Regions from separate parts of the Rattus norvegicus genome. Here region 2 is linked to region 1. A link is a contact called in public Hi-C data. All regions are on one chromosome and are shown on one strand. The core of a region is the stretch at or near the end of the contact, and the rest is flanking DNA. Distances in the headings are between cores, read along the strand shown.

Region 1 (4,846 bases), core at 919-3,418:
GGTGGCTCGTGACCACACTGGAGGTGAGTGGGAAATTTAAAAACGAACCAACAAAATACTCAAGCAAAGGAAACAGCTCTGGATGCTCTAAAGCAGAACTGGATCAGTGGCATCCTGGTATGTGGAGGAGATAACTTGCAATTCTGCCCAGGAGGGTCCTTCCACTCTGTATTTACTGAAAACTCATTCTCTGGGTCTTCAAACTCATACAGAATACTTCTTTTCATTCTCTCCACTAAAAATAACCATCCCTCTACTTTCCCACAGGACATTCAACACACTTCTTTCTTTCAGTGTGCCCATAACATGGTGCCTTGGGCTATATTCCATATTGTCTATTGTTACTCAATAAATGAAAAGGTTCTACCGGGCTCTATCTAGCATGATGGAATGTCGTTGGATTTTCTCAGGGAATGCTGGATATTTTATCAGTGTCACAAAAATAAAAAACCTTCCACAAAGTTTTCTGTGCAAAAGCAGCCTTTACAGAGGAGATATGAGGCTGGTAATTTGGGTATATGCTCTATTTCAAGAGAAATGGAAATAAACAGCATATATATATATATATATATATATATATATATACACACACACACACACACACACACACACACACAAACACACACACAAACACACACAGTGTTTTCTTCTCAGCCAAATTTCCACTTTCTACTATTTTAGGGATTGAAACATTTTCTATCTGGGCCTGCTTACTTGAGTTCACTCTTAAGCTTCTCCAATCGTGAGAGCAGAGCTACAAGCTCTGTAGGGTATTAAGGCTTAAGTGTCAGGACACTTAACTTGTACAGTACTTGAAGTATTTCTAAGTAGGCATTTCTGGCAAACTGCCTCAAGAAATCACGAAAGAAAATGACCTAAATCTCGTGTTGGGCCTTATTTATTCCTTTTAACTATTCCTTCATATCTAAATCTGAAATCTTTTTCATAGAGAGGTAACCCTTTGCCCAAATTCAGTAAGATGGTAACATGAATTCCCAAATGAAAAAAAGAAGCAGGTAAACAAATCCTGCTCCACTGTGGTCTTTGAACTTTTGAAAAATACTTAACATTTCCCTTCCCCTTAAGACACACTGTCAGAACATGTTAAAGACCCAAAAGAACACTGTGTGAAACCCAATCCTTGATCCCCACAGACGGATAGTGGGTTTTGTTTTTGTTTTTAAAGAGAGATAAACTCTTGTCAAAAAGGCTCCAAGACCAGGAGCCTTGCACGACTCGGTTTTGTGGAAACAAGTTCCTCCAGGGCACCGGGTTTCCATCAAAGACTAAGTCCTGGGACATTCTCAGCAATAAAACTTTCAGGGGCAGGCTCCCCTGGTGGTAACTGTAATCTCTCAGTTTATCAATTCCTAGTCTGCAAGGCGCACGGTTTACCCTAGGGCCACAGCTGGAATAAGGGTGACCAGAGCCCAAGGAATGCAAGGAGGAAAGTGACAGAAACGCCTGGGAAGGGGGCAGGGCATCAGAGGGAAGCGGGGTAGGGGGTTGTCTGACAAACAGCGGGCTCCAGGACAGAAATGCCAGAAGGAAAAGTGAGGACAGGGCCGGAAGAGTTCCTCACGGTCCCTCAGCCTCCTGCATCTGTCACAGTGGAGTTTGTGAGAACGCCACCAAACTTCCTAACCCAGTCCCCGCAGGAAACACAGACGTGAAGAAAAGCAATGGGGAAGCTCTCGCAGTCCTAGTGCCTCAGGCAGGCACCAGAGGTGGCTGGGAAAGGGCCCGGGGCTGCTGAACGCCCGCTGACGAGACCTTGGATAAGGACGGTCAGTTCGGCGAGCCGCTGCCCGACCGCCGACGCCGATCCCCGCACGGGCACGCCGATCCCCGCACGGGCACACCGATCCGCGCACGAGCACCGGGGTCCGCAACGTCCCTTCCCGCTCTTCAGAGCCCTTCGTCCCCTCCTGACTCTCACTGGTGGAGGGAATTTCAAGCCCAGAGCACCCGGCCCTGCCCGCAGCCGCCTCCGCCCTGCGACTCCCGGACCCCCCGACCCCAAAGCTCCTGCCAGCCCCGAGGCACGGCGGGAGACCGCGCCGCCTCCCCTCTCTCACCGTGGGGCTCCATCCCGCGACCCGGACGCCTATCACTCACGGCCACCGCCCCCTCAGCGGGCTGGAGCTCGCTGTCCCCATCCCCCACGGCTGGCCTGAGGACTTGGGTCGAGGAGCCGCCGCCGCCGTCGCCACCCCTGCAGCTACCGCCACGACCGCGCCAGCCGCGGACGCGACGCCCCGCCCCCGCCTCGCACCCCACGCCTCACGCCTCACGCCCTCCTCGGCCCGCCCCTGAAGCCCTCCCATTGGTCCGCGCCCTAGGGGGCGGGGGTCACCGCTGAGGGGGCGGGGCCATAACAGGTGCGGGTGGGGCAAGACGTGCTCAATTCCTCGGAGAGGGGCCTTGACCTGACCGAGGTCCCAAAGTCCCAGTGTACTGGTTGGCAATCGGACCCACCAAGGGAAAAGTCACTCTTTCTTAACTCCAAATGAGAACCACTCCTCTGTCCTGGTTTAACTTGGCCAATTTTTTCAGGAGTGCACTATGAATACTTTCCTGTCAGAATTTTAGTCTTGAACTCAGTTTAGTTGACTTTCTTGCTCCTCCATCCTTTCTCGTTTCAAAACCAAATTTATGACTCATTTTGAAACTTCCCTACCCTTCTTTCTTCAGCTGTCATTTTCTGAAAACTAAATTACTTAATTACATCAGCTATTATGCACAGTATCTGGCTACATAGATGTGTTAGATAAATGTTAACTACACATCCCTCTAATCATACAACACATTTCTTATCATCAAATGCTCTAGAAAATAGGACTATTAACGTGGTTGATGGGGATACGCAACAAAAAAAGAATGTTGCTAGATGTTGTGTTATATATCAAATATGGGGAGGGAAATGTATAGAGTGTTGCGCGTCTAACTTACACTTAAATATCAAGAAATGTTTTCCCTCTTGTTGATGCAGAGACATAATTCTCCCTGGATATTAATCGACAAATAGGTAAACTTACAAAATGCATCTTACCTACTTTTCCTGTTGCTGTGATAAAATACCCTGATCAAAGCAATGTAAGGAAAGGTTTTCTTTAGCTCACACTTCAGAAAAATCAAAGCAACAGGTGCTTGAAGCAGTTTGTCATTTACATTCACAGCCAAAAGAAGAGAACAAAGAATGGATATGAATCCTCAACTCACTTTCTCCACTCTTCTACAGTTCATGATCCCTTGCCCAGGGAATAGTACCACCCACAGTGGGCAGGCTACCCCACTTTGGTCAGCATAATTAAGATAACATCCCACAGGTACACTCAGAGGTTCATCATTCAGGTGATTCTAATTCCCATCTGTGGGATCACAGTCTCCAAGAATGGAGTCATGTGAGGCAAATTGAATGCTCTTGAGAAAATTCCCAAGAAACCAAGAATCTTGTGACCTCAGTTTCTATAAAAACACAGAATTGAAGCCAGTGGTGGTGGCAGCCTTCTTTAATCCTAGCACTCAGGAGGCAGAAGAGGGCGGATCTCTGTGAGTTCAAGGCCAGTCTGGTCTGCACAGAGAATTCTAGAACAACCAGGGATACATAGAGAAACACCATCTTCAAAAACCAAAACCAAACAAACAAAATATACCACAGAACTGTTCTTGGATTCTACTTTCATACTTCTAAATGGACCGAATAGGAGTAAGCTCACTTCAGTTTATTCACTATAACTGACTCGTTGTTTGTTTGTATGCCTCTGTGGAAAAAAAAAACATGTTTGCCACATGTGTCATGTCTGCCACATGCCGCTTGCCCGTGTATGATTTGCTCTGTGTTTCCTCTTAGCCCTCAGAGCATAAACTGATGTGCCGCATAAAGTAGGCTATTGCCCGAAACTTTAGCTCATTTATCCACTCAATTCTCCCAAGTCCCACTGCCTCCAGAGTAGTGACCCTGACCTGTCGATAATTAACTAGCACAAAAGGTATTTAGAAAAACTCCTCAACTTCATGTTTCTCTTTAATCTTCTTTCTAAACACATAGTAGATACATTTGCCTGTCTCTTTCTCTTTCTTGGTTTTTTTGAGACAGAGTTTCTCTGTGTAGTCCTAGCTGTCCTGCAACTCTGTAAAACAGGCTGGCCTTGAACTCACAGAGCTCCACCTGCCTATGCCTCCGGAGTACTGGGATTAAAGGCACGTGCCACCACCATCTGTCCATAAAGTCTAATAAGTAACTGACAAAAATGAAGATAAGAAATCTGATGTCTTATAGGGATGACTGTGTTTTCAAAAGCATCTTAAACATTAAAGGTCAATATCATACCTCCATTAGATTCTCAAAAATGTCCCAGAATATGCCCTGAATCATACTGTAAAATATTATAAATATTTGCTGGTTAAAGTGACTCATGATCATGCTTTGAAGGCCAGGAATAAACAAACAAAATTAGAGGAATAACTGGGTATCATGTTTTTAAAAAGACAGTTAACCACCATATTACTATTTACAATTTCAGTATATATGGATAACTCTGCTCATTGATTTGTTCTTTGTTTCTTTTATGATAAAGGATAGCTACTCCACTCGGAAATCATCCTTTTCTCCACCTTAAAATCAAGTTACTTACTGCTATGATGTCTTTTTCCTGTAGTCCCAGCAGTAGAGAGGTTGGAGGTGTGGAGGCAGTAGGATTGGAAATTCAGGTCAGCCTGGCACTGAGGAAGAAAGAGATAAGGAACGTTGGACTGTTCATTTGGGGTTTTGGTCACATATTTTTAGAAGCGCTTGTATTGAGTAGATGCAGTTTGGGTCCCCACTAAGTAGCCTCCGGAGAAG
Region 2 (4,998 bases), core at 1,182-3,681, 300 kb before region 1:
AATAGCAGCCTCACTTGGAGTCTTATCTTCCAGGTAAAAGTTTTTATCAGCACTCAATCCAGGAGTTCTGTCGATTACAAACAGTGCACTACCACAGGCAGGATCTTCCAAGTCCTCAGCTGATGCCTCCTTTTGGCCACTGTTTTCAACAGGACACAAAGTGTCCCTTTCATTCTCACTGCTGTCAGACTGTTGGCTTTCATCACTGCTAAGAAATAATAGAATAGGACTATCTGTATGCCGAGACATGCTGAGTTCAGACTTGCATGGCATGGCATCACATTCAAGAGCGACATCCCTTTGGCTGCTCTTGTCCTCACTGACACCTACACTTGCAGGCTCATCATTGCTATTACCACAATCACTGAACTGTGCCAAGTCACTCTTTTCTACGTTGCCCCCTCTCTCTTTATTACATCTTTCTATTTTCACAACTGCAAACTTGTGCTCTAGTGATTTCATTACAGCCTCCTGCTCTGGACTTGAAGCCTGGGATGTGGCTTTACGTGGGATGCTTGAATGCTTCAGAGACACTGACTGCTGAGGGCTGGAGTCTTGAGCTTTGGAAAGACTCAGCTGGGAATCTTCCTCATTAACTACTTTTTCCTCTATTACTTTGGGGTCCTCCTCATCCAGATTCTTACAATTCTTTATGACTTCTGTAAGAGATACAACATCGGCTTGTTTTTCCTCTTGGATATGCAAATTTTGGTTTTGGGTTGTCAGTTTTTCCCCTGAATTTCTGTGAATGGAATCGTCAAAGTCATTATTATACGTTTCACTATCAGAAATAGTCGGCATATTTATCTGAGACTGCAGTCTTGCCGATGACAACTGAGAGGGCTGTTTAGCTTCTGAGTCCTCTGAATCCACAGACGGACCCACGATTGGCTTTTTATTTCCTGGTGTAATCTCAGTATCTTTTTTCTCAGCTTGGAACTCTAATTTCTTCTGCACATTCCTGCCTGTTCTCCTCGGTGCACTCTCCAATGATGAAATGCCTGAGCAGGACCACTCAGCATCAGATATAGTTTCCGAATATGATTCTTGGCTTGAATCTCTTTGAGATTTAGCCTTATTTCTGGTTCTTCTTTCTGTGGAAGGTACAACCATAGAAACCCCTGAAACATGAGACTCTGCTTCAGAAACAGCTCCTTCATCCCCAGATTCATGTTGAGGGAGTTGAGGGATTACTTTCTGCCTTTTCCTAACACTGGACTTCGGGGTGGGCACAATTACAACCTGACGTTTCCTAGTTACTCTTATAATGGGCTCTTGGACCTCTAACACAGAAGAAACCCCAGAAGCATGAGACTCCGTTTCAGAGGCCTCTCCATCAGAAATCAGTACAGTGATCTCCGCTGGGCCTGCGGTTCTGCTGTTCCTGCTGCCAGAGAGGGCTGAGTTCTGCTCCTCAGCAGACTGCGATCCAGCAGTGCTGCCTTTCGATCCCGATTCTTTTTTGCTTTCTGGATGTGTTCCAATTCTCCGAGGAACAGACCTCTGAAAACCAATAACAAATACGATATAGTTTAGATAGGGCAGGGACAAGAGCAGAGGTGGCATGGCCTAGGGAGCAACACTTTAGAAGGTACTAATCAAAGCCAAACTCACGATAAAATACCTATTTTTTTACTTGCCTCATCCTAGGCTTCAGAAAGCAGAACTAAAAAGAGAACTTTCTCCACTTAAAGAACGAGGGGGAGGGGTTGGGGATTTAGCTCAGTGGTAGAGCGCTTGCCTAGGAAGCGCAAGGTCCTGGGTTCGGTCCCCAGCTCCAAAAAAAAAAAAAAAGAACCAAAAAAAAAAAAAAAAAAGAACGAGGGGGAAATTTTTAAATCATTTACAGAGGCTCAGGGAGCGAGGGAGTTAAGTACTAATTGAACACGTGTTTAGGAGTGTGCAAAGTAATCCTGTTTGTCTGGATTTTTACATACAGGAAAGGGCTGCTCTAGATCCCTTACCACACAATCTAAAGAGCATAGCACCCGAAGACAATCAGAGGCTCTGAGAGAGACCACGCCTTCATATGCCGGAGGAGTTAGTGCTGGGCCATTGCCAGTCTCTCCACGTGAAAACGATGCTCCTTCCCATCCCCAAAACTAGGCTCGGTCGAGGTGACTGGAATTACCCTTCCTTGGTATTGTCTCAAACAGTAAACTTAAAAGGCCTCATTTGCCCAAGGCGAGCTACGGACTCACAAGGGCCCTAAAAGAACCCCCGGGCCCAAACAAGTTCTGAACCGGCCGGATGCAGTACCACGCGCTCACGGCTGGGTTCCTCCTCCCTCTCCTCCGCACCCCCGAGCTGCTCTGCCTACTGGCGAGGAGACCGGGAGAACCCGGGACCCATCTCACCTTCCGTTGGGAACTTTCTTGGATCCTGGACCCAGACCTAGTGACCACCATGTTTGCGACTCCGTATTCCCCGCAGTCAGCGTAGCTTCCTCTGTTCCGACGCTTCGGAAGTACGTCAGACCAGGGCCTGGATTAGGTTTCCCCGCGGAAACCGCGGCTCAGAAGAATCGTTCCTTTTCCGGCTCTGCTGCAGTTCTACACAGACATCTCCACCGTAGGGCTAGAGCGGGTCAGCCGGGTGCACTAGACCCGATCCGCTTCTAGTTTTGAGCGTCTCCGCTGTGCGCACCGCAGCGGTAGAGGTCTTCCTCGCCGTTTAACACAAAATGGGAAGTCTCATTTATTCTCCTTTCCATCCGTCTCAACCTGTGCAGTAGTTGTGAGATCTTTGACGTGAGTCTTTACTAAAGGAAGCCAAAGGGAGATTTTATTTAGTCCTTTGAGAAAACAGTATTTTAATAATGAGTATTTTAATAATTTAATAAATGAGATTTCGATATTTGATTGGGATACAAGGGTGTATGTTAAATGCACCGAGGTTCTCAGAGAATCATTAGAAAACTGATTTAACTAAAATATCTCGAGATAAGTATGCTTTTTTAAAAAAAAGTGAAATAAATTGTGGAGAGGGAGAAAAGTTTTGTTTTTTAACTATGTAGAGACTGGCCAGAATCAAAGTTTTTTTTTCCCCTTTTTCTTTTGTTTCGTTGGGCCAAGATCTCTCTCTACATAGCCCTGGCTGTCCTAGAACTCACTATGTAGGTCCAGAACTCACAGAAATAGATCTACCTCTGCCTCACAAGTATTTGGATGCATGGGCCACCGCACCCGGCTGAGGTGTTTTAGTTTTAGTTTTGCTGATGAAAGATAGAGAACTAGAATATGTTGAGCGGTTACAAAAGGGATAGAGGAGGGGGTAAAAGAATTAGTGTTGGATGCAAGAAGAAAATGGTTCATCAAACCTATTTTTCTTCACTTTTAAATAAAATTTATTTTCCTAAAAATCATATGGATGCATTACTTCTACATTAAGTAGCTCCTCTTCGTTCCCCTTGGAGCCAGGTATACGAAACACTAGTCATGCTTACTAAGTAAGGTGGGTTTTTTGGTTTTTGTTTTTTACCTGGAGAATTGTAGTCTCTGGTTTTCACACATATGCCATGAGAAAACAGCCTATCTTTAGGAGTGACATAAAAGTGAAAAACAAGAATACGAGTTCCTACTCATTTGTGGAACTTGAAGACAAAAGTCTTCAAGCTCTTGACACAGGCTAGGCTTAGCGAAAAACCCTATGACAATTGAGGGCTGTTACTTTTCAGTTTAAGTTTTACAGAGTTCTATCTTGTTCTCTCTGCTATCTGGAGGAGGGTCACTGCACGACGGGAGTACGGTGAGGACTATTTCTGGCCAAAATAGCCAGTGAGAGACTGAGGTCTTTAGTCTGAAGAACTGTCTAGGAGAGGATAATGTCTAGGGGTGGAATAATATACACTAAATGTACACTTGACTTTACTAGACATGCCAAAGCCAGGCATGGTAGTACGTGATGTGCAACCTCAGTACTTGTAGTACTTACACAGGAGGACCCAGGCCAGTTTAAGCTATAACAAGATTGTGTCTCAAACAAACAGTAAAAGAAATGCCTGGGTAATTTCCAGAGATAGTCCCAGTCTTACCAACATCAGAGATACGTCTGCATCATGTATACATTAACACTTGCTGTTGTCGGTCTTTACATTTTTCATTAGTGACATCTCACTATAGTTTAACCTGCGTTTCCCTGATAATAATAATGTTGAACATCTCTTAACAGTCTCCTTGGCTACCCAGGGGCTTGTTTTGTTTTTTTTTTTTTTTTTTTTTTTTTTTGTTTTTTGTTTTTTTTTGGTTCTTTTTTTTCGGAGCTGGAGATCGAACCCAGGGCCTTGCGCTTCCTAGGCAAGCGCTCTACCACTGAGCTAAATCCCCAGCCCCTTTTGTTTTTTTTTTAGAAAAGGCTAAAGATCTCTACATATTCTGAATATAAGACCTTATCAGGGTGTCTAAATATTTTTACCTATTCTGGGAATTCTTTTTATTATCTTTACAGTATTTTTTTTGAAGCACAAATTCAGAAAATTTTGCCCAATCTTTTTATGTTTCAAATACTTAAAAGTTTTTTTTTTGTATTTTCTTTAAAAAGCCAAAATATTGGTGGTGGTGGTGGTGGTACTGCATGCCTTTATTCCCAATGGTTAAGAGGCAGAGGCAAGTAGATCTCTGGGTTCAAGGACATACTGGTCTACACAGTGAGTTTCAGGACAGCCAGGGTACACAGAGAAACCCTGTCTCAATAAATCAATCAACAAGCACACAAAAGAAGTCAAGGAAACAGTTTTACTTTTAAGTTCATCAACATATTTATTTTGAAGTTAATATTTCTGTGAAAAAGCTTTAAGGTTTTTATTTCTTTGTTGTGTCACTAACACTAAAAAAAATAGAAAATGTTAATAAAAAAAAAAACCAACTAGAGAAAGGACAAATTGCTGCTAGGAAGAAAAATCCCGTGCGTTCTGTGGAAGTAGGAGTACTCTCTTCAAAGAGCTGAGGAAAACTACCTGGAAGTCATGTAAATGCTCATTTGCGCATGGTTACCTATATC

Evidence for each region. Hi-C and Micro-C count contacts between places; a contact is called where the count stands out from the background.
Region 2: a Hi-C map of hepatocytes shows a contact between it and region 1, with 2.9 times the contacts expected there. The contact joins the promoter of Dnttip2 here to the promoter of Arhgap29 in region 1. A contact is called at or near these places in 2 of 12 Hi-C or Micro-C datasets (the A7r5 cell line and hepatocytes).

What each region holds. Positions count from the first base shown.
Region 1 is chr2:212,753,207-212,758,052 of GRCr8, reverse strand. Arhgap29 (Rho GTPase activating protein 29) reads right to left here and starts at 2,168. Exons shown (of 24, transcript NM_001009405.1): 1 at 2,079-2,168.
Region 2 is chr2:213,056,408-213,061,405 of GRCr8, reverse strand. Dnttip2 (deoxynucleotidyltransferase, terminal, interacting protein 2) reads right to left here and starts at 2,431. Exons shown (of 7, transcript NM_001399742.1): 1 at 2,358-2,431; 2 at 1-1,503. The coding sequence starts at 2,408.